Linked DNA regions of Zea mays: region 2 is linked to region 1. Evidence: chromatin contacts called from public Hi-C data. All regions are on one chromosome and are shown on one strand. The core of a region is the stretch at or near the end of the contact, and the rest is flanking DNA. Distances in the headings are between cores, read along the strand shown.

Region 1 (4,927 bases), core at 467-2,966:
ATCAGCGATGGCCACGTCAACACGACAATGGTCGGGAGGGTCATCGAACATGTCCGGTGTGCCACCGAACTACTCACTGCCCACCCGAAAAGGAAGGCAGCCAATCAGACGATTTGGTAGTTATTGCACAGGAGTTGTCCAATGCGCCAACGGACAGTCCGGTGCACCCGTGGATAGAGGCAATTATCGCCATCCAAATGGGACTTCAACGGCTCGTAGGACTCTTGGGGCTATAAAAGGGACCCTAAGCGCATGGACCAGTACACGAAGCATACTTAGAGCATACTACAACTATGAGACTCTGCGACCACGCCTCCGAAGTGTTTGAGATAGATTTGAGCACATTTTTTGAGTCGTTACTCCGTCGCTTTGTTATTGCGCTCTCTTTTTTGCATTTGTATGTGTTGTTGTGTTGTGCTCTTGTTTGCGTATTCTACTCCCTCCCTTACTCCGGTTTTGATTGTGATCACTTGTTTAAGGCGTGAGAGACTCCAACTTGTCAAGATTCCTCACAACCGAGATATTATGACATATAAGGAAGAACTGTGGTACTCAAGTTTGATCTTTGGATCACTTGAGAGGGGTTGAGTGCAACCCTCGTACATTGGGAAGCCACAATGTGGAGTAGGCAAGCATATTACGCTTGACCGAACCACGGGATAAAAATTGTTGTATCTCTTGTGCCATTTACCTTATTGAAACTTTTATCTCTTTCTCGTTCCAATTCTTCACTTGTGATATTGCTCTAAGTCCTCAATTAAATCTTGATAGAAGTGAAAGGAACTTCTCTCTTCCTCTCTACTCTCAAATATAGTTTTAATTCACTCTAACTCATATTTTAAACCAAGTTTGTGTTGTTTTAGTTAAGTTTTGCAGAATCATCTATTCACCACCCCCACTAGGTGCTCTCAAAATGCAAATGAACACTCTAACTCATATTTTATCAAAATATTTACAAAAACAAGCTATGTGGTGCAAATGTGGTCCAAAATTTTAACTATGTCAAAAACATACATGTGCACTTAGAACTGCTTTCATTTCATTAGCTTATGAACACTTGTCTGATTTGCAAACTAGTAAGAAATTTACACTCCACCCGACCCTGCGGGTACGGGTGAAGATTTTGACCCATAGGTGCAACCCCGCACCTGACCCAAAGTTTCACAGGTGTGGGTACGGGTTTCTATTTTAACCCCCGAGTGAGTTATTGTATACAGCAAAAACCCACTAGTGACCCAAAACCTGACGGGTTTGTGTGCGGATTTTGAATTGCACTCGCAGGTGCAATCGTGGGCGGATTTTGATAAACTTCACGGGTGTGATCGCGGGCTGGTTTTTGCTCCACCCGGCCCAACCATTGCCATCCCTAATTTAGGGTGTTACATTTACACTTTTGCTCACAAAATTTGGAGTGTGATTCATGTCAGCTACCAATCTGCATGCTCCCTAGAATGTGTCTGACATGTTTGGATCTTGGCTTTCGGGACTTCATAAAGAGCATAAGCTTCTAATGCTATAGCACCAAGCTTTCGGGACTTGATAAAGAGCATAAGCTTCTAATGCTATAGCTGGTGCTGCAGCCACTTGCTGGTCCATTTGGCGTTACAGAAATGACTTGGTTTTTGATCAAAAATCTGTTAACTCCCCTTTGCAGGTAACCTATTCTATTATCCACTGGGGATTGTTCTTTCTCAAGACTGCCTTATAGAGCTAGTTATAGCTACCTGCCGATGTTTGGAGGTGCTTGTCTTTATCTATTTGGCTGAGTGTGTTGTACAACTTAGTTGTGTGACAGAGGTCGAGAGGATATTCAAGACGGTTGTAATGTAACTTTCTTGAATGTTATTAAAATCTTTCCCTTTTCAAAAAGAAAAAATATATGGGTAACCTGATGCACACCACCTAAACATGACCCTACCTATGATGCACTCAATTGGATATGTACAGTTAGCCCTATACGAACGTGCTGCACCCAGTTTGTTATGAACAGTTAGAAAAATTGCTATGAACAATCGCCACAAAGTGGCGGACACTAAAGAGAAAAAATGGACCACGCAGTACATGATCTAACCATGTGAACAAAAAAGCACTATACCATAGAGTGGTAACATTGACGTCCTTTTTTACCCAAAAATAAGGGGAAAAAATCTTCGTTGGACAAAGGATCGGATCAGGTGCGCACAAACCAAAACACTAAAACCAAGCCATATATCGCAACCACATGGTATCGCCAGTACACCCTACATTATTCTAGCACGAGGCAGCACCGAGAGATGGCAACGCCTACATAGAACACCACCCGCCTTGTTAAACGCTATTCTACACCCATGAAAAATAAAACCATAGGGGAGAATATGGAGGAACATAGAGCACACAATTTACAGGGAAGCCTATACAGGTAGGTGTGAGGGCAGGGGACAAGACACAAATGAAGTGCAAAGAATTAGTTGGCTGGCCATCATCATAGGGGGGGGGGGGGGGGGGGGGCTACTGAAACCTCTACTAATTACACAGCTACAGAAGCCAGCCGCTGGCTAGGAGAGCGACCCAGCACTCTAGCAACGAGACTAGCACTGTGGTGGCAATCTTCGCCTGTGTTGTGCCATCTTTGTATGAACACGAACATTCATCCTATCGGCATACATCGGCAGGAGCGTTATCTCATCAGTCTCTTCGAGAAGCTTCTCCTCGGTAATGTTATCTGTGATACTCCTCATCACCTGCAGACCATGAAAATGAACTGTAAGAACACTGCAGTGGTTTTCAACAGTAGGCAAAATATGATGCTCAACCACCAACAAAAAAAACAATGATGATCAGCTGTGAACAGCTTTAACTGACACTGAGAATTGCTGAAGTGAACGTCTTAGAGAGCATGATCCTAAAAGATGCACAAAATGCAAACTTGTAAGGAGAGCTAGCCATGCAAACAGAATACTATGATCCAATGTGACAGACCAACTGTATTCGGGAAAATGATTTTACCCTAACAGCAAGCCCATTTCAAATGAGTACATTTAAATTTTCTAGCAAAGATCACGATGAGATTAACATACAGCAATGTTCCTAAAAGAAAATAAATTAACAGATGAAGAACAACAAAAAGTATATAAGAACCAGCCTTCCGGTATGTGTTGATGTCGTTTGGAGTTGATTTATCAGATCTAATACGCATACATGCCCAACACTGTTCTTCCTTGTTCCAAGAGCACTCGACAATCCTCCCAGCGACAGAAGATGGATCTACATCATCTGTATAAGTTTAAGAACAGCAATAAATATACAACAAATATAGTAGGGCAGAAAAATAGAAACATATGTCATTAAAAGATAATACTCCTAAATATCTTTATAATTTGTTTAAAGAATATTACTTCAGCAACTAATAGACAAATAAGCTGACTACACAATGAACGACCAGTCATCATGAAAATTCAAATGCATGGCTACCAGTAAATGATATCCGAGCACCATCCATAAGTTTCTTTTTTCCTCTCTCATATAGGAAAACCAGCTGACGATTATCATTTGTAAGCTGCAATAGTAAGACATACAAAACAAAACCCAAATTTCAAAATAGTATCTTCATGATGACTAATCCATTTGAAACGAAACAGTTAAAAATGGTCAGGAGACCTCAAACAGAAAGTCAACAGAATTCATCTCAGGGTATTTCCACTTTAGAAGACCTTCATGAGTACGAGTTACATATGGATCATCCCAGCCCTGTAAGAACAATTGAAGCATCAGCCAAATAAAAGCAACATTTACATATAAATAACCACAGAATGAATAATTACAAAGAATGTTAGGGGTCACACTAGGGAGAGGAGTTCCATATCCAGCACCGTTTAAAATTTGGTCCACCAATTACACATCCACGACAAAATGTTCTAGCTACATGTCTCAACAAATAGGAAACTACTCCATGAGTGGACAAAAAATATAGAACTTAAGTTGAAACCAACTGTAAACAGTCACATAACATCCATACATGAACAGTAAAAATGGAAACAATATTTGTGTGAATTATCAAATGAGCAACGAGAAATAAAATGATTGGCTTTATCTCAATATGAATACCATAAATCCCCATGAGGGCTTGTTTGGATGCTTTAGTATTCGTCCCAATACACATGGGTCGAGGGAGGTTGAGGTGTAAGTTAAACTAATTTACACCATAATCCACCTTAACCAATGTGTATTTGAGTGAATACTAGAGTATCCAAACATAGCCGGAGGTGCAACCCCTCCCTCCCCCCCCCCCCCCCCAAAAAAAAAAGAAAGGAAATCGGCATGGTCATAACTAAAAATAGAAATGTACAGTTACATAATAAGTCCAACAAAGACAAGAATTCTATCAAATAAGTATCTGTAAATTTTATCTACCAAAGCACTGCACATTGAAACAAACAGTAAAAAATGTCATCATCAGGCTCATTCCTTCAATAAATGATCCCAAAACAATGCAATTCCTACAGAAAAAATCTTACCTGAAATATAAGGCCATCAGCATCATGGCATAGCGATGGAATAAACACCTTAAGAACCTTTTTTACTGTTAATAGCACCCAAAAAGCCTTTCTCCTAACCTGGTAATGTCATATAATAAACAAAAAAGGATTAACTTTGTAGAGCTCATGAGTTGAACATTACAATTCAGAAATACTAGAATCCGATACCGAAAATAGTTCCATGTCATATTTGTACAACGGATTGCTCTTAGCACCACGCTCAAGGCCTTTCTCATTATTACGCGGCTGTATTATTTCATCTTCCAGCATTTTCCACCTTTCAGAAAATGGCAACTGCGTACACAAATTTCCACTGTTTAAGATTAATCCCAAGCCATAATAATTTGTGTTTATATCACCCTACAGAACAATAGAGCATAGAGCTCACATACAGGAGTTACAGCAGAAAAAAT
Region 2 (4,787 bases), core at 1-2,500, 720 kb before region 1:
CGACTGGGCCCAAAGGGGGGGGAAAGGGGGTGGGCGCGGGGTGGGCCGGCCGGAACGGCCCACGACGGGGGGGGGGGGGGGGGGGGGGAGGGGCGGCTGGGCCGCCGCGGGGCCCACGCGGGAACGGGGAAGGGGGGCGGCTGGGCCGCCAACTGGGCCGGCGCGAAGGGGAAGGGGGCTGCTAGGCCAAAAGAGAGAAAAAAGGGGGAAAGAAAAAGAAAAGGCTTTTCTTTTTCTAATTTCCCTAATTTCTTATATGCCTAACTCTTCAATTCACTCAACCACAAACAAAAGAGTGCATAATCCGGCATGCATGATGCAACAACCAAAAATAGTTCTAGGTTTTGGTTACACAATATGTCAAGCTAATTCTCGCTATAACTTTTAGAAAAGATCAAGGCTTAGCGAGAAGAAAAGGGAAAAAAGGAAAGAGTAACGCCTGAATTTGGTGAGAGAAAAAAAGAAAAAAATCTACCCCAAATTCATGGCGTTATACTAGCCGCGCAGGGGGCGCGTGCTTTGGTGCTGCAGCTGTCAGCAAACTTGCTGGCCATGGCTGTCACGATTCCCTTGTTGAAGGCCACGCCAGGGAAGCCGCGTGCTGCTGGTTACGCCGCGCTCTCGGGCCCTAGTGGTGTCGCGCCGTGCCTGAAAGTGGCTGCGCTGTTGGCCCTCGTTCACGGACGCGCCCCACGGGAGGGGGTGCTCCACCATGGCTGCGACCTCGGGCACGAGGAAGGCCAAGTTGGTGAGCACCTGCCACCGACGAAATAGAGGAAGCCGGCAATGCGTGGTCGATTTGGCTGCAATCACTTAGGGATTAGGAGGAGAAAGAAGGGGAAAATCGATTTTTGTCAATTCCATGATCCCCATGGGATCAGACTCCTTAGATGCATCCATGGTGGACGATAGGGTTCCATGCGAGAAAGATGTGTTCAAGAGAAAGAAGATGCGTTAGGAGAGAAAAGAACATAGGAGAAACGAAACATTATTTTCTCTGAAACGTGTGTCATTGTTAGGCAATTAACCTCGAACTCCATATTTACATCTGAAAATATTTTTTATGGAGTAACATTTTTGCTACTTCACCAAAATGGTGTGGAGTTCACTCCATCCCATTAGAGAACAGAGTTGCTACAGTTCAAACACCCCTTATTCTATATTGTGTGGCCAGATAGCGAAATAGGCAGGACCAACTGGGTTGCCACACGTGTGTTTTCCTCCCGTCCTGCAGGTATGCAGCGGATAAGGTCCCCCTGCGCCAACGGTCAATGCATGGAACCTATCAAACCAAGCCGGCGATTCTCCGATCCCAACCAGGCAAGCAGTGTACGCAGAAATTGATGATTCCCCCGCTTTGATCTCCGTACGTCCTGTCATCTCATCGATCTGCTTCGCATCCACGCCTGAGCAGACTCATGGTGGCGTTCATGGCGAGCAGCGGGGCCATGAAGGCGTCGAGCAGGCCAACCTTCGTCACCCCTCGTAGCTTCTTTAACTGGGGCAAAAGCGCGAGAGAAACCGAGACGCCGCCGCCGCAGCTGCAGTTCTCCTACCACGACGTCGAGCCACCGTTCCCCATGTCGCTCGTGGCAAAAACACACCTCAGAGGTAATTATCATATCCTTTTGGCGATTAATTGGTTATTAAGAGGCCGATTGATTGGCTCGCTGTGGTTACTTGTCATGTCATTGCGAATCACTTCAATTGTCATATATTTTGTTTTTACATTTAGCGCACAATGACTAACTTTGTTTTCCGTTCACTGTTCTTGATGATAAATTGATAATATGGTGGCGCAGACCGTGAGCTCAGGTGCTGCTACAAGGCCACCGTGGACGGCTTCAGTGCTACGGACTTCCACCGGCGGTGCGACTTCAAGGGCCCCTGCGTCGTCGTTGGCTACACCGACGGTGGCTTCCGTTTCGGCGGGTTCAGCCCGGAGGGGTACCGAAGCACGGACGACTACTACGACACGCTGGACGCGTTCCTCTTCTACTGGGCGGAATCTACGGAGGTCTCGGCGCCGCCCGTGGTGCTGCCCAAGGTGGGCGGGAGCGGCGCGGCGCTGTTCGACTACTCCCGCGGCGGGCCACAGTTCGGCGCCGACGGCCTGCTCATCGGCCCGCCGCTCACCGCCGTGATGGGCGTGTTCACTGGACCCGACTCCAGCGCCGGCGTCGGCGACCTCCGCAGCGCTCGCTCGCGGCTTGGCCTGTCGTACGCGAGGCGGCCGGACGGGAAGGAGAGCCTGTTCGGCGACGAGGGCAGGGCCCAGCTCGTGGAGGTGCTCGTCTTCTGCAATCCGCAGATCGCGAGCCTGTACTGACTGCTCATTGTTACTAGCTTGCAGCTAGAGTCTGTATAAACTATTCATTATCGCTTAATTTGGAGTCTAAAACATACCAATAATAACAATGTAAAATTGTGGGTACGGTTAATTAGTTGATTATTAAGTTATTGAAAGATCAAATAAGTAATGACGAAATTACTTTTATTCTCTAATGAAAATGCATGTCCATAAGTTATGCCTGTCCATGGGCATGAGGTAGGTCGGCTGACATGAACAGAAGCGGAACGACGCGGAGTTTGGATTATTTGCTTCGGATTAAAGCCATTGTTTGGACTACTACAGCTGTAATTTATAGAGATAAAACACTGTAAAATCAGTAGAAATCGGTATTGATTAAAGCCAAGAGAAAAGGTGATCATTGATTCAGCGCCCAGGGGTTCTATCCAAGGGATTATGTCGTTTTCAATCTGCAACTGCCAACGATTATCTAGAATTCAGAGCAGGCATTACAGATTCACCACGGTCCACCGCATCAGACGATCAGCCTCCCACTCGTCTTCACTTCGAGTTTGAGGTGTCTTCATCCACCGCCCCGTCCGCAGCCACTAGTAGAAAATAGCTCAAAGGCTATAATACGCACGAATTTTCACTAGCGGTTTTCATTAGCACGTGCCAACAAAAATAACAGGTGGACCCGACTTAAGAAACCACTAGTAGAAATCGCCTATTTCCACTAGCGGTTGATGTAACAGAACCGTCAGTGATAAACTAATTTCCACCAGCGGTTCTGTTACATCAACTGCCAGTGAAAATAGGAGAACCGTTAGTGATAATCTAATTTTTACTAGCGGTTCTGTTACACCAACTGATAGTGAAAATAGGAGATTTCCACTAACGGTTTATTAAGCCAACCGCCAGTGACATTAGTACTATAAATACACCTTCTTCCTCACTGACAGGAGCTGTAGCTCGCAGCCAACTTCCATTGAAGGCGATTTTGGAGGTTCAGATTTTACAAAATACAAGGGGGGTGGTTTTGATCTTCATTTTTTGGAAGAAGGTTGCTAAGAAAAGTGGTTTATGTTTCTAATGTCAATTTTTGTTCAAGAGCTCAATTTTAGCCACATTTTGGATCTAAGGTATCACCATGTGAGAGAAAGAGTATAGCTAGGTTATTTTCTCTATTTTCTCAAATGAGGTTGTTTAAGATGGTTAGATTTGTGTATCCCCTCTCCTTTTTCATGTTTAGTTCTCAAATCAGTTTATCCATGGCATATTAAGTTGTTTAATGAATGGTGCATGTGTTGTATGGAGAGAGAGAGAGAGGATGATAGGTTTGGTAATTAAGATTGTTTTAATAGTTGCTATGAAAGGTTGGTTTAATTATGTTTCAGTTGCCAATTATTGTTCACTTTTGCTCAACTTTAGCTACATTTTGGAACTATGACTTCACCATGTGTTAGAGAGAAGAATATAGTTAGGAAAGTTTGATTTATGTTTCTCTTGCCAATTTTTGTTCATTTTTCCTCAATTTTAGCCACATTTTGGTTTCACCTCTTCATCCTTCTCGACAAGAACTATAGCTCGCAGCCCAACTTCCATTGGATGACCAGATTTCACAAAATATAAGGGACAGGTTTTGATCTTTATTTTTTGGAAGAAGGGTGCTAATAAATAATGGTTTATGTTTCTTTTTCCAATTTTTGTTTATCCATGATATATTTAGTTGTTAGGAAATGTTGGTTTATGTTTCTCTTGTCAGTTTGTATTCTTATGTGTTTATGTTACTTCTTTATAGGTGATGATGGAGAGGACATCCTGGATGTATAACTCATCAAGGCTAGATCCATCATACATATCCGTGGTCCATAGGTTTATTGATGTCGCTACGAACCATGCCTGGAGAACAAAGACAAAGCATATATATTGTCCATGCATGTACTGCAAAAATGTTGTTGTATTTGATGACAAAGAACAAATCATATCTCATCTGTTATGTTGAGGATTTATGAAGGATTACATTATTTGGAAAAAGCATGGAGAGGGTAACTCTTCGCCTTATACAACTGGAAACCCTGTGAACATCGACGACAAATTTCAGTTCGTTCACAAGACACAACAACCTCTTCCATAAACCGAACATGTAGTGCCAAATGTTACTGATCATAGTTACGCTGGAGGAAATGAACATGATAGAACTCATGTTCTGCCAAAATGTTATGGATGAGGAAGATGCAGAGTTGTAAAGGGCAATATTGCGTCGTTATACAGATCCATCGATGTTCTTCATGAAAGGTATGGAGTCCCTGATGAAGGAAGAAGAAGAGCCTTTGTACGATGAGTCTAAGGGTTGTACCAAAGAGTTCACGATGCTCTAGTCTGTGCTAAAGTTCTTGATGTTAAAAGCTAGATATGGTTTGTCTGATACTGGATTTGATGCGTTCATGAGTATCATCGCAGACATGCTTCCAAAGGAGAATAAAGTGCCTGATAG

The links. Hi-C and Micro-C count contacts between places; a contact is called where the count stands out from the background.
Region 2: a contact with region 1 is called in a Hi-C map of ear, with 4 times the contacts expected there. The contact joins the promoter of LOC100275409 here to the enhancer-like site in region 1. A contact is called at or near these places in 2 of 25 Hi-C or Micro-C datasets (ear and leaf).

The regions. Positions count from the first base shown.
Region 1 is chr2:128,621,285-128,626,211 of Zm-B73-REFERENCE-NAM-5.0, reverse strand. It overlaps LOC103646942 (mRNA-capping enzyme), which reads right to left. Exons shown (of 18, transcript XM_008671549.4): 13 at 4,683-4,808; 14 at 4,494-4,592; 15 at 3,637-3,726; 16 at 3,451-3,535; 17 at 3,122-3,252; 18 at 2,168-2,720. The coding sequence ends at 2,568. Among protein-coding and RNA genes, the nearest start is that of LOC103646942, 23 kb to the right of the region's middle. Within about 2 kb of position 1,716, at least 6 of the 20 cell types and tissues checked have an H3K27ac peak or open chromatin away from gene starts, as enhancers often do. A contact at or near this core is called in ear, where this site is marked.
Region 2 is chr2:129,344,897-129,349,683 of Zm-B73-REFERENCE-NAM-5.0, reverse strand. LOC100275409 reads left to right here and starts at 1,250. Exons shown (of 3, transcript NM_001149486.1): 1 at 1,250-1,320; 2 at 1,415-1,611; 3 at 1,803-2,511. The coding sequence starts at 1,419. The coding sequence ends at 2,329.